Linked DNA regions of Mus musculus: region 2 is linked to region 1. A link is a contact called in public HiChIP or PLAC-seq data. All regions are on one chromosome and are shown on one strand. The core of a region is the stretch at or near the end of the contact, and the rest is flanking DNA. Distances in the headings are between cores, read along the strand shown.

The links. HiChIP or PLAC-seq counts read pairs in DNA pulled down with a chosen protein or histone mark.
Region 2: a contact with region 1 is called in an H3K4me3 HiChIP or PLAC-seq map of embryonic midbrain, with 3 times the contacts expected there. The contact joins two enhancer-like sites. A contact is called at or near these places in 4 of 39 promoter capture datasets (the HPC-7 cell line, embryonic stem cells, liver and 1 more), 1 of 15 datasets of contacts at CTCF or cohesin (pro-B cells), 11 of 484 Hi-C or Micro-C datasets (the C2C12 cell line, the N1E-115 cell line, bone marrow-derived macrophages and 8 more), 5 of 115 datasets of contacts at active chromatin or transcription factors (the HPC-7 cell line, craniofacial prominence, embryonic forebrain and 2 more) and 2 of 9 other capture datasets (embryonic tail and embryonic trunk).

What each region holds. Positions count from the first base shown.
Region 1 is chr17:47,804,003-47,806,702 of GRCm38.p6, forward strand. No RefSeq gene overlaps it. Among named protein-coding and RNA genes, the nearest start is that of Tfeb, 20 kb to the left of the region's middle. Within about 2 kb of position 1,264, at least 12 of the 459 cell types and tissues checked have an H3K27ac peak or open chromatin away from gene starts, as enhancers often do.
Region 2 is chr17:47,906,207-47,908,906 of GRCm38.p6, forward strand. The region is part of intron 1 of Foxp4 (forkhead box P4); the gene reads right to left. Among named protein-coding and RNA genes, the nearest start is that of Foxp4, 17 kb to the right of the region's middle. Within about 2 kb of position 1,380, at least 13 of the 459 cell types and tissues checked have an H3K27ac peak or open chromatin away from gene starts, as enhancers often do.

The DNA of each region.
Region 1 (2,700 bases), core at 14-2,513:
AGTTTCCTGCCCTGTGGAGAGGTGAGCAAGTGGCCAATATAAACTCCCACCCTGAGGAGGCCCCTACTGCCATGCCCTCCTGCTGTGACAGACCCGATCCCTCAGACTGTGCGCCAAAGCAAACCCTCCTCCCTGAAGTTCATCTTGTCAGCTATGTGCTTCCAGCCACAAGAAAAAGTGATTAATACTTTTTATAAAAGTGATTTATATATTTGGTGAACAAATATTTTATTATGCATATGATTTGTAGGTATTTTATCCTAGCTTGTGCCCCCCCCACCCCCCGCCCTCCAGGATTAAAACCCAGGGCCCTATCCCTGGTAGGCAAAGACTCCGCCACCTCAGTCATTGGGATTTTTGGAGAAAGACAAAGCTGGGGGTTGCTAACTAGGTAATATAACCTACTTGGTGAGCTCCAAAGCCAATTAGAAACACTGTCTCAAAAAACTACGGAGGCTGGGGTGGTCCTGTGCCTTTATTACCAGAGGCGGGGACTATGCCTTTTAGGTCATCGGTGGCCCATGCCTTTAGTCCCAGGAGGCAGATGTCTTAGTTTGAGGCCAGGCTGGTCTATTGAGTTTCAGGACAGCCAGAGCTACACAGTGAAACCCTGTCTCGAAAAATCCAAACCAAAGCAAAATAAAAGAAAACAAAAAGACAAGACAAAACAAACCCCCCAAACAACAACAACAAACAATGTGGATAGTGATGCTGGGCATTTGTTTGTTTGTTTGTTTGTTTGTTTGTTTGTTTATTGCATGCATGTGAGTACATACACACATGTATATGTTTTTAAAAAAAGATTATCTATTTAAAGATTTATTATTATAAGTAAGTACACTGTAGCTGTCTTCAGATGCACCAGTAGAGGGTGTCAGATCTCATTACAGGTGGTTGTGAGCCACTCTGTGGTTGCTGGGACTCGAACTCAGGACCTTCGGAAGAGCAGTCAGTGCTCTTACCCGCTGAGGCATCTCACCAGCCCCAGTACTGGGTATTTAACTCAAGAGGAGTGCTTGCACAGCAAGCACAAGGCCCCAGGTTCAATTCTTAGCTGTGAGAAAGAAAAAGCAACATTAACAAGGTGTGTAGTACCGGAGATTTTTTAACCTCCACCTATGCACAGACTCATATGCAAACATGCAGACACACACACACCCCAGAAAGTTTAAAAGTCTTACAACTTCAGGGCAGACATGACATCAGGAGGCTTTCACAGTCTTGGCTCCAAGTCAATGTGTACAACAGGCTGACCTTTAAACTCTCACTGGTCTGCTGCCCCGTCTCGTCTCCCATGAGCTGGGGTTGCAGGCAGGTTCCGCCATATCTGCAGGAGCAGATAGATGTTTCTGGCCTCCTTGGGAGCTGTCTCAGCTTCCCAGACAGGGCTCCTTCATGGCGCAGGAGAGCACTGCGGTGTCAGCAGGCTTGCCTAGCATGTGCAAGGCACTGGGTTTGATAAGCAAAGCAAAGGTTAGTGTTCAGGGTTATATGCAGAGAACGGTACAGAGCACAGAAACAAGAATGTCCCTGCCCGGGTCCTTGGAGCTTCAGCAGATGATCCTCACGCTTCATCGGCCAGATACCCATTTCTAAACCAATCACTGGCAAGGGTCAGGGGAGCACCGTGGCTGGCTTTGATCAGTCATGCTTCCTGCCCTGGAGCAGGGGCCTGCCCGAGACAAATCAGAAGTCTATTCACAAACAAAATAGGTGGAGCTGGAAAAATGGCTTAGCCGTAGGAGAACTTCCTGCTCTCATAGAGAACTTGGGTTCAGTTCCCAGCACCAGTTCCAGGGATATGACACCATCTGAGAGCATTAGGCATGCAGTACACAAACACATTCAGGCACAATACTCTGACAGGTTAAAACACATACGTGCATGCACACACATATGCACATGCATACAGAAAGAATGTACGGGCCTGATACAGTTATTCTACATTTCTTTTTTTTAACTTTCCCCTGCTCCCTCCTCTTCATCCCTTTCTCCTTTTCCTTTTCTCCCTTCACTCTTCCCCATCTCACTCCTCCTCCTCTTCCTCCTCCTCCTCTTTCCCTCTTCCTCCTCCTCCAGGTCCTCCTCCAGGTCCTTCTCCTCCAGGTCCTCTTCCTCCTGGTACTGCTCTCCTCCTTCCTCCTCCTCCTCTTCCTCCTCCTCCAGGTCCTCTTCCTCCTGGTACTGCTCTCCTCCTCCTCTTCCCACTTTCTCTGATCTAGGGATTGAACTTGAGACCTCATGCACACTAAGCAATCACTCTACCACTAAGCCACACTCTCAGCTCAGTTTTTCCATTATTAGACATTTTGGCCAAGCGCATGGCCACCCAGAAGGAAGATTGCACTCCCAGCCTCTTGTGTAGCTAACTGTGACTGGTGGCAGCGTTCCAGCCAATGGGAAGCTGCAGATGTTTCGGTAGCTCTCGGGAATCTTCTTTAAGGGAATCTTGGCATAAGCCTTGGCTCTCATTTCTGTCTTCTCTCCGTTTGCTGCCTGGAATGTGGGTGTCGCTGTCCTGGACCATGAGAATAAGAATCGTGGCAGTTGCGAGGAGCCTGGGGCTGTGAGACGGCAGGAGCAGAGTCCAGTTTCTGCTCTGAATTAACATGAGGAGAAAGAAGCTGGAGCACACACTGTCTCAATGGAGACAGCATCATCAGTTACAGATAGCAAGAGTCCAAGTGAACAGAAAGCCTA
Region 2 (2,700 bases), core at 130-2,629, 100 kb after region 1:
GGCCTAACTCCCCCCTTCCTTAGACAGGGGTAAGATGGAGAATGTAAATTCTCCAGGGAGATGTGTTTGGAGGAGGGAACAGCAGGGAGGGGCAGGGATGGCTGAGTTCCCTTCCTTTGGTTGCAGAAGTCCTCAGAAGGGAGACATTTAGTATAAAAGCCACTCTGAAGCTAGAGGAGCGAGTGGATGCCTTTAACCTCAGGTGCATTCCTGCAGCCGAAGCATTACAAGTTCATGACGAGCCTGAGTTCTACAGTAAGACCTGCCTCGCTACACACACCACACCACACTCACGGGCACGCACACACACACACACACACACACACACACACACACACACACAGGCACACAGACGCAAACTTCTTCTCAAACTCTAGATTCTATTACCCCACGAAAAACCACCCTAAAGGGAACAGTCGGTACCCACTATGGATTGATGCTTAACGTATGTCTCAAACTCCCTAGATCTCAGTTTCCTCGTCTGCCCAAAGTATTTAGTCCTCATCTCTTGGAGTCCTTTCCAGACAATCAAAGCACCTGCCTAAAGAAGCTCCCCCACCCCAAGTCAGCCATTCTCCAACTACATAGCTGTGAGGGCAGAGATGATGAGGTCAGAGAAGTTAAAGATTTGCGGGATGTCAGACAGCGATCCATCACACGTGTGCATCCAGGCAATGACTGGAGAAGCCCACCAGGTCCCGCTGACTCTCTCAGCCAATAGGAAGGAGCTGACTTACTCCTCTTTCCAGGGTGGAGGCTCTCAGAAGCCCCCTCCTCTCATCCCTACATTTAAGCCTTCCTCTCCCTCCCCGGCCACTCGCTCAGTCTCTATCCCTGCCGGAAGCAGAGTGTGTGGGGGTGGGGTGGGATGGGGCATTGGGGGTGCAGAGAGTCTACACTATGGCTTTGGAGACCCTCTCAGGTTTTGACTCTGGATTGTCTCTTGTAGGGTTGGGAGAGGGGTCCACATACTGCTGAGGTGGCCTCAGCCTCACTGTGTTCTCTCCTCGGCAGCTCCCACTCCTGAGTTCTGAGAGGAGCTAGAGCAGGGTTAGGGTGTGGGGGCGATGGTTTGGAAGAGATTAAGCACTCAGTTCCAAGCCTTTAATGGCGGTGTCAGCCCCAGGGCTAGTAGCTGCCAAATGATGGATGGGGTGGGCTCTGGCCTCCACCCGCCACAGCACAGGGCTTCAGCCCCCCTCTCCTGAAACCACCTACCCCGAAAACTACAGGAGCAACACCCCCCCAGGCCTGTGCCTCAGATGGGGTGCGAAGAAATAGGAAGACAGCGGGGAGTGCACTGCCCACTCAGCTCTCCGGCTCCTCCGATTCCAGCCCTGCTGGGGTAGAGAGCAGCTGCCAGCTCAGAATCCCAGACTAGCTGCTCTGAGATCTGAGAACTCCTGGGCCCCAGGGGACAAAGACTAGAGCCTCAGGGGTGTAAGCACACAGAGGAGAAAGCAAAGAGAATCTGGCAGCTACTTCTCCCAGGGAAGGGAAAGTGGTCCCCTTCTAACCTTCATGGGAACATGAAGTTGTAGCTCTGACAGCAAGTTTTGCAAAGGGAGGATGAGAGAGAGGAGGATGCCAACAGACCGTCCCCTCCGTCCCCTCTATCCTGTAGTTCTGGGGAGCGGGGAGGGGTCTAGCAAAACCAAGTGAACAACATAATTGTGGCCATGTGCCATGTAATAATAGCTAGGCAAGGGCTGATCACTCGAATTGAACAGGGTGAAGCAAACCTCTCATTTGCATGCTTGAGATTATACGCATTTGAAAAGTCATTTCTGCAGGGTGAATGGATGAATAGCAGCCATTCCCTTATGGAGTGCTCTGCCCTCTCCCGGGGCCTTTGCCCGCTGACACACCCCTAATGTAACTCCTTCTAGGCTTCCACCCACCCACAAGCAGCAGCCCCTCAAACCTGCATGGCAGGAACTTCCAGGCCCTCTAGGAATCCTCACCTGTGCCCTGGGACACCTGCCCTCTAAGGCTGAGCATGCCAACAGCAGACAGCCTCAGGACTCCCACCCACCTCTCTGCAGGATGCTGTAAGTAAGACAGGGAGTTTGCTGTTCTGTGGGGGAACAGGCACTGGTGTCTGGGGCCCAGCCAGCTTGAGGGTTCAGTGGGATGGGGTGCTGGGATATGCTTTGTTCCAGTGCCTAGGAACAAGGAGGCGCGTGGGGGCAAATCACTAGGAGAGATGGCAGCCTAAACTCCATCACAAATCAGTCAAGAGCCCTTTGCCTCCCTACATCTCTGGACCTCAGTTTCCTTCTCCCCATGAGAAAGTAGTTTCAGGAGCTCCTAAGATTTGAGGGAGGGGCGGCAAAAGTCCCCAGGGCAATTGGTGAATGTGAAGCTACCATGATATTTGGGTGCCCCTGGGAGGCACCAGGAGGCTACTAGATGCACAGTTGTAGTCGCTTATCCTAAAGGCTCCACCCAACATGGCTGCTCTGGGCACCCCTTCATTCCTACACTCCCACTTTACTGACTTCACATACTCCTGCTCCCTGTAAATACAGAGTCACCCCTTCCCGCAACAATGTGTGTAACTCAGCGTCTGCAGCTGCACAGAAGAGTACAAGCTGAGACTAAACCATTTAGTCCCAGTTGTGTGGCCCTGGGTAAGCCACTCGGCTACTCCTCATACAATAATCTCCCCACCCCCTAAGCTTGGTGTGTGCTTCTGAA